Regions from separate parts of the Sus scrofa genome. Here all the other regions are linked to region 1. The links are chromatin contacts, called in public Hi-C and promoter capture Hi-C maps. All regions are on one chromosome and are shown on one strand. Each heading gives the region's core, a stretch centred on a gene start, on an enhancer-like site or on the middle of the called end of the contact. The rest is flanking DNA. Distances are from core to core; before and after follow the strand shown.

Region 1 (2,621 bases), core at 51-2,550:
TCTCTCTCCACTTTTTTTTTTTTTTTGTCTTTTTTTTTAGTCTTTCCTAGGGCCGCACCCATAGCATGTGGAGATTCCCAGGCTAGGGGTCCAATTGGAGCTGTAGCCGCCAGCCTACGCCACGGCCACAGCAACGCGGGTTCTGAGCCACATCTGTGACCACAGCTCACGGCAACGCCAGATCCTTAACCCACTGAGCAAGGCCAGGGATCGAACCTGCAACCTCATGGTTCCTAGTCAGGTTCGTTAACCACTAAGCCACGACGGGAACTTCTCTCCCCACTTTGACTCCCCAACCCCAGAGGCAACTGATGTTACCATTGTTTCATGCAACCTTCCAGGGATATCTCAATCAATAATTTCTTTTTGAGGTTATTCTATGTCAGTACACATAGAGCAAACTCATTATTTTTAATGGCTGCATTGGATTATACTGTTAACTACTCCCCGCATGATGGACATGTAAGTTGCTTCCAGTGTTTGTCCAACAAACAGTACTATAGTTTACATCTTTGCACTGCATGTCTATGTTATACACCTGGGCAAGAATCTTTGTGGGATAAACTCCTAAAAGTAACATTGCTGGGTCAAAGGGAATGCTCATTATAAATTCTGATGTTTTCCAAATTGATGCCCAAAGCTGTGGCGCTAATTTATATTCCCTCTGGCAGTGTGTGAGAGTTCTACTTCCCTTCACAGTTGCTTAAGCTTTTAAAATATTGTCAATACTTATTATGATTTTAATTTCTGTTTTTCTTATGATGAGTGTCTTAGTCTGCTTGTTGGGCTGCTCTAACAAATTACCATGGACTGGGTGGCTAAACAAGGAAAATTTATTTCTCACAGTTCTGGAGGTGGGGAAGTCCAAAATCAAGGTGCTAGCCAATTTAGTTCCTGGTAAGAACCCTCCTCTGGTTATGTCTTCAAAGGGGGCTGGGTGGGAGTGGCAAGAGAGAGGGAAAGGGAGAGGGTAGAAGAGAAGGAGAGAGAGAGTAATTGAGGGCTTGAAGTCTTTTCGTTTTGTCTTACACCATGCACTAATCCAATCATGAGGGCTACACCCTTGTGACCTAATTACTTGCCAAGGTTCTATCTTCAAATACCATCACACTGGGAATTAAAGTTTCAACATATGAATTTTAGAGGGACACATACATTCTGTCAATAGCAGCAAGTGAGACTGAGCATCTTTTTTATATTTTTAAAAGCCATGTGTCTTTCCTATTCTCTAAACTATTAATGTCCTTTTCTCATTTTCCTCTTAGGTTGCTTTGGGAGTCTAAAGAGATTTGCTGAAGAATGAGAACTGGGTGACCAGGTGTGTAGGATGAAGGTCTCCTGGGATATAAATATGTCTGGATATGATGGACCATCACAATGATTGCTCAGGCTCAAGTAACACCATGCATGTCGATACAGTGCTTTGACATTTCTTTTTTCCAAACGTTTTCACCAACAGTATCTTAATAGAAATGTGCAGTGGACTGAGGTCAGTGGGTCAGCAACTGGGACCCCTTTTGGACAGGTTGGGAAATGAGGCTCAGAGAGTTAAACTATGGTGATCAAAGTAATACAACTAGGGTTGCCAAAGCAATCTACAGGCATCTGCCCACAGAACCGTGTGGATACAGGCTTGGGCTCTGGAGCCAGATAGACCTGGGTTTGAGCCATTCACTAACTGGAGAGCTTAGAGATATCACTGTGCTTCTGAGGTTTGACCTAGAGTCTAAGGATAATAACAGTATCTTCTTTATGTGGTTGTTCAGAGGACTATGTGAAATAAGGTAGGCACACTCATTATAACATAGTGTCAGTGGGTTATAACATAGTGTTGGCCATGATAGTACACATTATAACATGCTGCTCATGGGTTTTGCTTTAGCAGTTACTTGTAGTAGTTCCTAAAGCTCAATTCACATGTCTAACACTTCTCTCCTTTTGTTACACTCCATCTTTCTCCTGTTTTCCACTCTTCCTCTCTTTTAGTCCAATCTACACGGCTCTTCCACGTTCGAGGGCTTGTTAATGAAGAAGTTATCTTCTCTCCTCCTTTGCATCGAGGTCAAGCCTTGAGGGCTGGAAAAGAGCCTCCCTATGGTGGCATTCCTCTGTACTCCCATACTGGAAATGTTGGTTACTGATTGAATGCTGGAGGGAAGGTCTGCTCCCAACACAGCCCTAGTAAAGTGCCTGGGAGTTAAAAAAAAAAAAAAAAAATTTCTGGCACAAAGCAGGAGATTAGAAAGCATTTATGCAATGAATGAACGCATGCTCACAGTGCCTAGGAGTAAGGGTTCAAAAGGCATTTCTGCATTTCTTAGTGCCTGGTATTCAGTAAGCGCTCCTGGGCGAGGGTAATAAACCTTAGTGCAAGAGCTTAGCTTCCCTGTGCATGGGTGCAGGGGTTTGAATCCCATCTCCTCCTCTTCCCAGCTGTGGGCAAGTGACTTAATCTCTTTGTGCTTCAGTTTTCTCATTTGCAAAACACGGACGACAGAGTGAAACCTTGAGACACGTGGACATGCTGTCTGGCCAACAGCGAGCCCCACCACCCAGTCGCCCAGGCCGTCAGAGGCACAGGTTAGGGGCCCCAGCTCTCCGCGGCCACTGCCACAGGCATT
Region 2 (2,621 bases), core at 79-2,578, 250 kb before region 1:
CAGAGAGCCATGGGACACTTAGAGGAGGAAGGTGAAGCCACCAGGCACATGGGGCCACCCAAAATGAAAATAAAGCCTACCTTCCTTCCTAAGCTCTTTAAACATTCCATGCACGCACACACCCCTGGACAGATCTCCTCTATATTTCTGAGCAATAGATAGGATGGATGGCATGTCCATCTAACAGACGAAAAAAACGAAGTCCCAGGCAGAGGGTCCTACTCAATAAAGAAAGGTTTCTAGGTGAGGAGGATCAGGCACTGTGGTGGTGAGTGTCTCATGGCATGTCGGTGGCTGGACCATACTAATCAAGGTCTTCTGCCTTATGTCCCATGATGTTTGCACTTACTATCTGTTAGGCACCCTGTTCATCTCATAATAACAATTATAGCCAGAGTCGTGGAGGACTCTATTACCTGAAGGTCCCTCTACTCAGTTTTGGATGTGCCTTCACTTCATTGCTCAGAGAAAGCTTTGTGGTGTGGGCACTACTGTCGCATACAGGGGAGGACACTGAGACTTGCAGGGCCACTCAGCTCACAAGTGGGGGCTTGGCCAAGGCTGGTCATGTGCATTGCTGTGGTGTGGGGAGCTCTCACTCCTGTAAGGAGAGCAACATGCCAGTTTTCTGCATGTCAGACTCTCCAAGCTGTTCCTTCCCAGTGAGCAGCACTCCAAATAGGAGAGGAAGGAGACCGCTCTTGATGAAGCATCTTCTGTGGGCCAGGTGTGTGCACCTATGTTTTCCATACCACCTGGTGAAGTAGCCGCAGTTGGGTCCAGAAGAAATCGAGGCTCATTGGGTTGACGTTATTGGCCAAAGCTGGCACAGCTGGTGTGAGGGGAGTGGAGACCTGGCCTTGGACGGTGATGCCACATGACTCACTTTTTCTGCCGGTTTTGGCTCTCCCAGAGGACAGGCGGTGGGGAGGGTTTGCGGCAAGTCTTCAAGTCACATAAGAACCCCAGGAGCAGTTCTCCTGCGGCTTGGTACGTGACCTTAAGCACAGACTTGCAGGACAGGAGCCAGAAAGCCACTCTCCTACCCATTGTTGGGCAGAGGAGCTGGGGACAGGACCCACGGCCAGTCCAGCTTAGTCCCGCTGCCCATGATGGACAGCAGGTGGCGCTGTGGCCCCGGTTTAACAAGGACAGTGGGAAGGTGGAAAGGAGAGGGGGAATCCAGAAAGAAAAACTAGTGGAAAACAAGGATTTAAAAAGAAGAACAATTTGTTCCAAAACATTTGCCTTGTAACGGGGTCATCTATAAATTCTGGGATTTCCTGTTTGCCGCTGGGCAGGCTGGCCGGCAGGCAGTCCACTCTCTGACTCTGCAGTCTGGAAGAATCATTCCAGCCCAGCTCTTGAGCTCAGAGCTCCAGCCTCCCCTGGCCCAGATTGGCTCTGAAATTTCCCGGCTTTTGTGCCCATAAGCAGGATCCTGTGACAGCAGGTCTCCTTGAGCCATGCTCCAGTTTCCACGGCGGTGGGAGGAGGAGTGAGATCATGGTCATTTTTAAAGGAGAGCCTGTCTTCATAATCTCCTTGTGTTCTCCGTGCTGCCAGGCTTGTTTTAAGGCATAAAAGAAAAGACTCAAATGAAACAATCGGAAGTGGATCCTTTTATTTGTATTTTTCATGGTTAGGATTTTGTGTGTATGTGGTGAAAACACTTAAGATAGATGTTTTTTAGCAAAGTTGAGATATGCAATACAGTACTATTAACTAGCAGTATTATTGCCTAGGTCCCCTAACTTATTCATTTTCTAAATGAAAGTTTGTACCCTTTGACCAACATCTCCCCATTTCTTGCACTCCTCAGCCCCTGGCAACCACCATCCTAATTCTGCTCTCTGTTTCTGCAAGATCCACCTTTTCAGATTCCACATTTAAGTGAATGCAATGTGCATGCAATATTTGTATTTCTGTGTCCATTTTATTTCAGTTAGCATAATGTCTTCCAGGTTCTTGTTGTTGCAAATGGCAAGATCTCCTTTTTATGGCCTAATAATATTCCATTGTGTATGCCACATTTTCTTTAGCCGTCCATATGTCAGTAGACACTTGGGTTGTCTCTATATTATGGCTATTGTGAATAATGCTTCAGTGATCAGGAAAGTGCACATGTCTCCTCAAGATCCTGATTTTATTTCCTTTGGATGGGAATGCTGGGTCATATGGTAATTCTGTGTTTAGTTTTTTGAGGAAGGAGGTGGCCTTTTTAAAAAGGAGAGAGCTATCCTAGCCAATATGGGGATGGAAACATTTCATTGGAAAAGGAAAGAAAATTCTTTTTTAACAGCCTGGTGGAACTTGAACTAAGTCCCAAGCCATCAATGAATGAAATACTAAAGAAAATTCCCATCTACCTAACCATGTATCCACCTATCTATCCATTCACTTATCCATCCATCCATCTATCCACTCATCCATCCATCTACCTATGCATATATCCATCCATCTACCCATCCTCCATCCGTCCATCCATCCATCCAACCATCCAATTGCTCACTCATTCTTTTAGCAAGCAGTTATGGAGTACCTGCCATATGTTTGTACCTCATCCTGAGATTAAGCCTAGCTCAGCTCTGTGGTTCTTCCTGGGACCAGTGCCACCCAAA
Region 3 (2,621 bases), core at 92-2,591, 190 kb before region 1:
AATTCTTTTATGGAAGGATCTGATTTCATTGGTTTGGGGTAAAGGGTTTTGAAGATGAATAGAACTCTAAAGTCTTGAGGTTGCTTCCATTTTACAGATAGGACAACTACAGCCCAAAGAGTTAAATAAAGTGTTCCAGGCTCACAGCAAGGTGGTGGCCAAGTTGGGACTGGCAACCAAATGTCCTTAATCCCAGCTGCAGTCCCAGCCTACATCTTTGCTGCCAGGGATTCCAATTCTGAGATGTTAATCACATGTACAACCTTCCAGAAGAACCAAAGACCCTGGCTTACTTCCTGGAGTCTCACCTAAACCTCCATCTGTTCTTTCATCTGTCCATCTATTCATCCAACACTTAGGCACCTAATGGGAGACAGATATGCTAAGTGTTAGGGTGGGAGTAGAGAAGAGATGACGATGGCACATAGTAGGTGCTCAATAGATAGTTGTGGAAGGGAAGGAGGTTGGGAGAGAAGGAAAGAAGAGGGAGCTCCCGTCGTGGCTCAGCGGAAACAAATCTGAGTAGCATTCATGAGGATGCAGGTTTGATCCCTGGCCTCACTCAGTGGGTTAAGGATCTGGCATACCATGAGCCTGTGGTGTAGGTCACAGATGTGGCTAGGATGTGGCATTGCTGTGGCTGTGGCGTAGGAAGGCAGCCACAGTTCCGATTTGACCCCTAGCCTGGGAATCTTCATTTGCTGCGGGTGCAGCCCTAAAAAGCAAAAAAAAAGGAAGAAAAGAAGAATAGTCCCTACCCTCAAGTCACACAAGATCTAATTTGGGAAACAGATACAACCTTATATGTGAGATGAAAGCATAGCAATTAAAATTTCCCCTTTTTCCCCATATTTATTAAACCCAAAATGGCCAGGAGGGATCTGGAAGGAGAAAACCAGGAATCACCAAGCGTCCATAAAGAACAGATTTGTTAGTTTGACAACTTTGACTTCTTTTTCAAACTCCAGCAACTTGGTTTGATTTTCCTTTGGCCACTGGTCCCAGGGTCCTTGGCTCTGGTCTGAAGTGGGGAGGGCCAAGCTCAAGCCACAGTCAGGCCCTCCCATCAGCCCCACCCTTCTCCATTTCCCTTTTCCAGTTATTCAGGCTTCTCAGGCCATTGCAACCTCCTGTTGCCAAATGAACATAAATCAAGAGGCCACAGCTCCAGGCTCTTTGAGAAACAGGGAATTTGCGGAGCCTTTCCAAAGGGGTGCATGGGGAAGGAAGGGGAAGAGGCATAAGGAAAAAGTTCCATGTGGTTCCTTTAATCACTGGGTGGAAGGAGAGAGGAGAAAGTTCAAACAGAGCCATGCAAGCCAGGCTGGGAAGCCAGCTCTGAGCTCCACTGTTTAAGCAACTGCTGTTGGCATCACCGAGGTTTGTCTTGGCCCAAACCTGTCCTGGGAAACAAGAGAAGCTCACGCTCTTGGAATTCGCTCCCTTAACGATTCACTCAGCAACTCAGCTTTGGTGGACAATTAAAAAAAAGAAGAAAGAAAAGCCATGGAACCGATGTTAAATGTGCGCTTCCCTAACTCATCAGCTCGTACTGGGCTGGGAGAAAGAGAGCAACTTTCTCTCTCAGCCGTGAATAGCCCCTTCCTAGAGTGGGATTCCAGGTGAGACAGAGAGAAGCAGTGATCTGGAACATTCTGATTCAAAAACTATCCGTTGTACTCTACAGGATTTGGAGAGAGGCACTCGATAAACAATGAAAGTGCAAGGTGGCTCTCAAACAGTTGTCTTTTATGGAGTGCTTTTCATGCACTGGCGCTGTACCAGAACTTTCCATCCTTTGTCTCACTGGGGCCTCACAGCCACCCCACCAGGGCATATGCTTCAGCCTCACCACACAGGTGAGAGAGCTGGGTCCTGGTCCCTTACTGACCTGCCCAGAGACACACAGCTAATGAGTGGGAGCATCTGACTGTGCATCCAATCCCCTGTGATGCTTCTACCCCAGCCATGCTCTTGACTACCCTGCCCTCCTGCCTTTATTTATTGCTTCATCTCCACCTGTCATCACCATGTCCTCTCAGAGATGTAGAAGAACTGAACAGGTGTGTGCTCAATCACAGAACAAGATAGGACAGCGACCCCAGGCAGTGTCTTCCCAGCTGGGTTACTGAGGTTCTTAGCAGCCCTGGATGCTTGTGGAAAGTAGTAGTGTGTGGAAAAGCCACTTGATTAATAGGGTCCAAAATCTGGCATCCTGAGACCCCTTGCAGATGTGTAGATGGAAATTAGGGGTCCATGAATTTAGCTGGGGAAAAAAATAACGTTTACTTTCACTCACCTCTAGTAGAAAGGCAGCATTTTCTTCTCTGAGGAATGCAGGTGATAAACCTCTGTAGCATCAGCAGTTCCTGTGACTTCAGCAGGAACTGACACGTGCAGATGGCAGAGACTTTCCTATCACTAACAGTCCTTGCAGAGATATCAAAATATTGTTTGTGCTCCTCACAACTTAAAAATTGCAGTAGGACAAAGCCCAGTGGCTAGATCTTGATACTTACGACATAATAAAAGAAGCTCAAATAGTACTATTTCACAAACTCGGGTTTTCATATTTTGATACCTGTATTACAGTATAATTGGTTTCCTTTGCAATCCTATGT
Region 4 (2,621 bases), core at 37-2,536, 170 kb after region 1:
GGAAAAAGTACAGTTAAAATATAACATGGAGAAAATTTGAATTCTAATCATGGTAACAGAAACATTATGTTTGTAAATTAGTAGCTTTTAATGCCCTATGGTATTGTGATCCAATAAAGGTGATTTTCAGAGGGTACATGAGTAATGTCCTTGGATGTGGTGGTTCAAGGTTTTCAAAATAATAAATATATTTAGTAGAACATGGTGGTAGTGTACTCTTAGTTGGAGAAATGGTGATGTAAAATTGCAACATTGAGGGTTATTGAGTAAATAATGTTATAAGAAGAGCAGGAAATGAGTAATTGATAAATTCCCATTTTATTGAATTGCTACAGTGTGCAGGTCTTTAAAGGAAGTAGGGAAATGAGCCTTTAGACCTAAGGGGAATATGCATTAAAAGGAACAGATTCTGCAAACATTATAGACACAAGTAAATGAAAGCATATATATAATTATAAATGTCTAGAGAGAAACATGTTCACCTTAAGATTAATCACTTTATTTAATATTTCTAGGATTGGGAAAGGATTAAGAGTTTAAATTTTAAAACTTAAATTTATTATTATTGTCTATTTAGTTAGATCAATTGAAAAAGGTTTCTTCAGCCTTAAATGATATGGGTTTCTTTTATTTGGTTGGGAATTGGGAGTACTGCATTTTCTTGGGGGGACACATTTTTGTGTACATTTTGATGTAGATTGGATTTGGTGAGGTAAAGACTTGGATGCTGGTGGGGATGTTCTGGTATGAAGTTACATAAAATTTAGTCTGTCTGAACAGCTCTGTAAGTTGATGCTAACACTAAGGTGTGGTTTAGTTGAGAAGGTATTAGAGGAATACTGTCCTTGGACTTTTTTTTTTTTTTTTGGTCTTTTAGGGCTATGCCTGAAGCATATGGAGGTTCCCAGGCTAGGAGTTGAATTGGAGCTGCAGCTGTCAGCCTACACCACAGCCACATCAATACCAGATGCGAATCTCATCTGCCACCTATGCCACAGCCCAGGGCAACACTAGATTCTTAACCCACTGAGCGAGGCCAGGGATCAAACCTGCATCTTCATTACCATTGAGCCACAATGGGAACTCCTGGCCTTTTTAATCTATAAAATCTGCCATACCTACATAATTTGAAGGGCACAGAAGGAGCCAGAGCCAGCGGTGGCTCCCTTCTTAACCTTCCAACTATCCCATCAGGGAAATGGTTGCTGATTTTTATTCTCTGCTTGCTGCTATGGCTCTTATAGTCTTACATTAAATCTGCCCATAATTTGGGGATTAGAGATCGTGGCTTGCCAGCTTGAAAATCCAGTCGTTCTTGTAGTTAATTATTTACTAGTATTGACACAGAAACATGTGTATACACAACCTGATTTCTTTATTTTTCAGCAGCTATTTCTTTTATTCTTCAAACAGTGACTTTGGGGGAGGTAGAAGGGGGTTCGGAACTATTTCTGAGGAGAAATGCTTTCTTAGAACTATTGCATAAAGAACATTTTATAAATCTGAAATCACATTGTGATATTTCAATATAATATTGTACTACTTTACAGAATGTCAAATCTTAATGGTAAGGTGATTTTGAAAACCTCAGTAATAATGACTGTTGTTACTGAGTGGACACCTGGGGTTAACTGCTATATATTCTTAGCATCATTTGTGATGTTGATTTGAAGAAATTTTTGCAGATGAGGTATGTTTTCTGGCTTTATGTATTTGTCAAGTTAAATACAAACTTTGTCCCTCAAAAATAATAAAATTTAATAGAGTAAAAGGGAAAATTATATTTGCAATATTCTATAGTTTTTAATACCTTAGTGACATTATTTCTCTTTAAAAGATTTGCTTAGGAGTTCCCATGGTGGCTCAGTGGTTAACAAACCTGACTGGCAACCATGAGGATGTGGGTTCAATCCCTGGCCTCTATCAGTGAGCTAAGGATCACCAGATGCTGTGAGCTGTGGTGTAGGTCGCAGACATGGCTCGAATCTGGCATTGCGGTGACTGTGGTGTAGTCCAGTGGCTGCAGCTCCAATTCAACCCGTAGCCTGAGAACCTCCATATGCCGCAGGTGCAGCCCTAAAATGACCAAAAAAAAAAAAAAAAAAGATTAATTCTGTTCAAGTATAGTGAAAATATGGATAGTAGTGCTAGTCTCCTTAACAATTTTTAGCACCTTTGTGATTTCCTGCATGTTGAGTATCTGCTATGATTTTAGTCTAGAGTGAATGGTGATCAACCATAAAGAAGCAAAATATGTAATTTTTGGAATCTCAGACTTTGAGTGTCTCACTAGCAGGGACACATACTAGTGTGAGGAATATTCAGCAGTGTGAGGTTGCCCATGTTTAGTGGTTACAAAGAAAAAGAGTAACAGTATTACACTGTGGATAGTAAAACACTGGTGTATAGCCTTCATTCCTCAGATTATTTATCGAGCATCTACTAATTTCGAGCAGAACATAAAGTATATTACATAATAGGCACTTAATGTTTGTTGAACATTGCTAATAAATAAGATAGATAACTGTGTCTGCCCCCAAATCGCTCATAGTTTCTTGGGAGAAAAGAGCCATAGAAATGAATCATTACAACTCAGTGGTGAAAGTGATGATTAGAGATGT
Region 5 (2,621 bases), core at 47-2,546, 150 kb before region 1:
GCGGGCTGGCTCCTCCTCTTCTTTATGCCCCTGTCACAGGCCTCCCACCCAAAGTACCTGGCCTACTTTCATCAGAAACTTCAGTGGTCACCAAGCCCCAAACCCATCTACTGCTGGGACACGGATGAGTCAGCCATCGCCCCTGCGCCCCACCCCAGCTTCCAGCTTTCCCCTGGGGCTGTTCAGCTGGGAACTGCTTAAAAAGAGAGAGGAGCCTCCAGTGGAGGAGCCCAAAGATGCTCAGATTAGAATCAGGTCCTGGGGAAGAGGGGGTAGGTGCCAGGCAGGTGGAGGGAGAGGATGGGGTCAGAGCAAGCCGAGGGAAGGCAGGTGAAAAGCACAGAGGCAAGAAAAGGCTTAGGGAAACTAAGACCCACAGAGAACAGCAATAATAACAATACCTACTGGCTTAGCTCTGGGGTGAGGGGCGTGGCTTTGTCATGAGGATCTCACCACGGCCCTAGGAGATAGGTACTAGGAAATTACTTCATATATATACAAGGCACTTAGCCCAGTCCCTGGCCACGTAGAAAGTTCCAGATGGATGTGCACTATGATATACATAGTAAAAAATAATAGTAATAATAATAACAGGGAGCCTTGGATGATTTTAGCAAGGGAAAAAATGGGAGTGAGGAATTTGGGAAGAAGGAGAAGAGCAGGATGGCTTAGAGCCATCAGTCTTAAACAGGGGTGATTTACCCCCACCACAAGGGACATTTGGCCATGTCTGGTGACATTTGTGGTTGTCATAATTTGGGAGGAGGATGCTACGGGCATCTAGTGGGTAGAGCCCAGGGATGCTGTTAAACATCCTGCAGTGCACAGGACAGTCCCCGCCACAAAGAAGAATCCAGCCCAAACATTGATAAGTTTAAGGCAAAAAACCTGGATTTAGGTTAAATATGGGGGCTGGTGGAGCACATCGTATAGGTTGTCAGAAGGAGGCTCTGGGCAAGACAAGGGACCTGCCGTGGCCAAATACTAGAAGTTTCCTCCTCCCCACTGCCCGCCCTCCCCCACCAAATGGGCATCAGAGAAAGGTCTGTAGGCCCCAGAAGACGGTGGGCTGCCTTCTCTGCAGCTGCCTGTGCCGCTTCCAAATCCCAGGCCCAAAGTGTTCCTTGAGCGGGTGCAGATGTCCCGCGTCCCTGCTCCTCTTGCCACTTGGAGCCCCCAGCCGGAAAACTGGCCCCCTGGCTGCTCAGCTTGCAGATCACAAAGCCCGGGCAGCGGGCCTACCCTTCAGTCCTCTGAGTCAGAAATGTTGATTTGTTATAGTAACATGAGCACAGGGGAAGTACGGGAGGAAAGTGAGCAAGAGAGAGCACGCTCAACAGTGAGTCAGGAACAGTGAGGCTGACCAAGACAGAGATGGGGAGATTCAGACAGACGCAGCAGGAGAAAGAAAAGTAACGCAGACTGAGAAAGAGATGGGGCCGAGATGGCAGGAGACAGCCTGAGAGTCGAGGGGAAACAGAGAACTGGTCTCAGAGAAGGCAGGACGGATTGAGATGAAGGAAAAGAAAAACGGAGATGGAGAGAGAGAGAGAGAGAGAAGGAGAAGGATTAAGTGTAAGGAAAGACAAAGGAGGAAAAAGAGGAAAGATTTCCTTGCAAACCCCTTGGTCCCGAGCCCATAACTCTCCAAGGGCTTTGCCTTATTTCTGCCACAAAACTGGAGAATCGGGCTCGTTTTCCCGTGGCAGGTCTGGGACGAGCGGGCATTGTTCACATTATTGCTGGTATTCCCTGCTAACTGGACATTAGCCAACAGGAAATTCCTGGGACAAATCTTTCCACTCAGAGTCTTTTAAAACTTTTATTTATTTATTTTAATTTTCCTTCCCCCCACCCCGAGGAATGAAAAAAAGAGAGGGGAAAGGAAAAAAAAGAAAAAGAAATGAGCCACTTGGTACTAGAAAAACATATCCAGCAACAGCCCCAGCCAGGCTGGGGGGGCAAAAGGGGGGTGCCAGAGTCCATTGTGTCCGCTCTGTCCCATTCTTCCTCTGGAAGGATTTATGACCTCACACTCCCATGACATCACAGTGCGTTGCCATGGCCCCTGCTTTATTATCATAAACAAAGGGCTGATCTTTGGGACACTGGCCCTGTGAGGGGCGGGGCGGGGGGAGGCACTGTGTAATGTGTTTTCTTGGGAAGGCAGCTTGTTCGCAAGTCTGAAAAGCTGCAAAAATAGTTGTACACATAGTACCCTCCATGCAGCCCTGTAGCCTCTTGGACAAGTTTGGGATGGAAACAAGGCAGATGAAGTCAGCTCCCTGCAGGAGGATCCTCTGGTTCGGCATGTTTTCCCTGCCAAAAAGCAGCTTCCTGGGCTTCCTTTGCTGCTCTGAACAAGGTTTTCATTCATTCATCCCAAACGCACTGAGCACCTACTAAGTGCTAAACACTGACAGAGCTGAGTTACATAGATGGATGGAAAACCTTGATGTGTGCTGCTGCCCCCCCCCGCCCCCCACTGCCGAAAACCTGGAATATTCAACAAGTACTCAAATATATTAACAGGAATGCCTAAAACTGTAACTTGGGTTAAATGTGCTGAAGGAAGCAAACAGGAAATGAGGACCAGAAGAATGGTGGGAGAGGCCACTTAG

Evidence for each region. Promoter capture Hi-C pulls out the DNA fragments that hold promoters and counts their contacts. Hi-C and Micro-C count contacts between places; a contact is called where the count stands out from the background.
Region 2: a Hi-C map of skeletal muscle shows a contact between it and region 1, with 6 times the contacts expected there. The contact joins the enhancer-like site here to the promoter of MED13L in region 1. A contact is called at or near these places in 4 of 5 promoter capture datasets (fetal liver, fetal skeletal muscle, liver and 1 more), 18 of 47 Hi-C or Micro-C datasets (adipocytes, alveolar macrophages, brain and 12 more) and 2 of 2 datasets of contacts at active chromatin or transcription factors (alveolar macrophages and skeletal muscle).
Region 3: a contact with region 1 is called in a promoter capture Hi-C map of liver, with 4 times the contacts expected there. The contact joins the enhancer-like site here to the promoter of MED13L in region 1. A contact is called at or near these places in 4 of 5 promoter capture datasets (fetal liver, fetal skeletal muscle, liver and 1 more), 5 of 47 Hi-C or Micro-C datasets (embryonic fibroblasts, fibroblasts, heart right ventricle and 1 more) and 2 of 2 datasets of contacts at active chromatin or transcription factors (alveolar macrophages and skeletal muscle).
Region 4: a Hi-C map of liver shows a contact between it and region 1, with 2.5 times the contacts expected there. The contact joins the enhancer-like site here to the promoter of MED13L in region 1. A contact is called at or near these places in 2 of 5 promoter capture datasets (liver and skeletal muscle), 2 of 47 Hi-C or Micro-C datasets (epiblast stem cells and liver) and 1 of 2 datasets of contacts at active chromatin or transcription factors (alveolar macrophages).
Region 5: a Hi-C map of embryonic fibroblasts shows a contact between it and region 1, with 3 times the contacts expected there. The contact joins the enhancer-like site here to the promoter of MED13L in region 1. A contact is called at or near these places in 2 of 5 promoter capture datasets (fetal liver and skeletal muscle), 7 of 47 Hi-C or Micro-C datasets (embryonic fibroblasts, fetal skeletal muscle, mesenteric adipose tissue and 2 more) and 2 of 2 datasets of contacts at active chromatin or transcription factors (alveolar macrophages and skeletal muscle).

The regions. Positions count from the first base shown.
Region 1 is chr14:36,060,534-36,063,154 of Sscrofa11.1, forward strand. MED13L (mediator of RNA polymerase II transcription subunit 13-like) reads left to right here and starts at 1,301. Exons shown (of 31, transcript XM_021073127.1): 1 at 1,301-1,318. C14H12orf49 (UPF0454 protein C12orf49 homolog) reads left to right here. Exons shown (of 6, transcript XM_013990355.2): 6 at 1,266-1,298. The coding sequence ends at 1,283.
Region 2 is chr14:35,813,168-35,815,788 of Sscrofa11.1, forward strand. The region is part of intron 4 of C14H12orf49 (UPF0454 protein C12orf49 homolog); the gene reads left to right. Among named protein-coding and RNA genes, the nearest start is that of C14H12orf49, 110 kb to the left of the region's middle. Within about 2 kb of position 1,329, at least 29 of the 83 cell types and tissues checked have an H3K27ac peak or open chromatin away from gene starts, as enhancers often do. A contact at or near this core is called in omental adipose tissue, retroperitoneal adipose tissue, skeletal muscle and 1 more, where this site is marked.
Region 3 is chr14:35,865,845-35,868,465 of Sscrofa11.1, forward strand. All of the region lies in intron 4 of C14H12orf49 (UPF0454 protein C12orf49 homolog), which reads left to right. Among named protein-coding and RNA genes, the nearest start is that of C14H12orf49, 160 kb to the left of the region's middle. Within about 2 kb of position 1,342, at least 19 of the 83 cell types and tissues checked have an H3K27ac peak or open chromatin away from gene starts, as enhancers often do. A contact at or near this core is called in alveolar macrophages, liver and skeletal muscle, where this site is marked.
Region 4 is chr14:36,235,060-36,237,680 of Sscrofa11.1, forward strand. All of the region lies in intron 3 of MED13L (mediator of RNA polymerase II transcription subunit 13-like), which reads left to right. Among named protein-coding and RNA genes, the nearest start is that of MED13L, 170 kb to the left of the region's middle. Within about 2 kb of position 1,287, at least 3 of the 83 cell types and tissues checked have an H3K27ac peak or open chromatin away from gene starts, as enhancers often do. A contact at or near this core is called in liver, where this site is marked.
Region 5 is chr14:35,913,290-35,915,910 of Sscrofa11.1, forward strand. The region is part of intron 5 of C14H12orf49 (UPF0454 protein C12orf49 homolog); the gene reads left to right. Among named protein-coding and RNA genes, the nearest start is that of MED13L, 150 kb to the right of the region's middle. Within about 2 kb of position 1,297, at least 44 of the 83 cell types and tissues checked have an H3K27ac peak or open chromatin away from gene starts, as enhancers often do. A contact at or near this core is called in alveolar macrophages, embryonic fibroblasts, fetal skeletal muscle and 3 more, where this site is marked.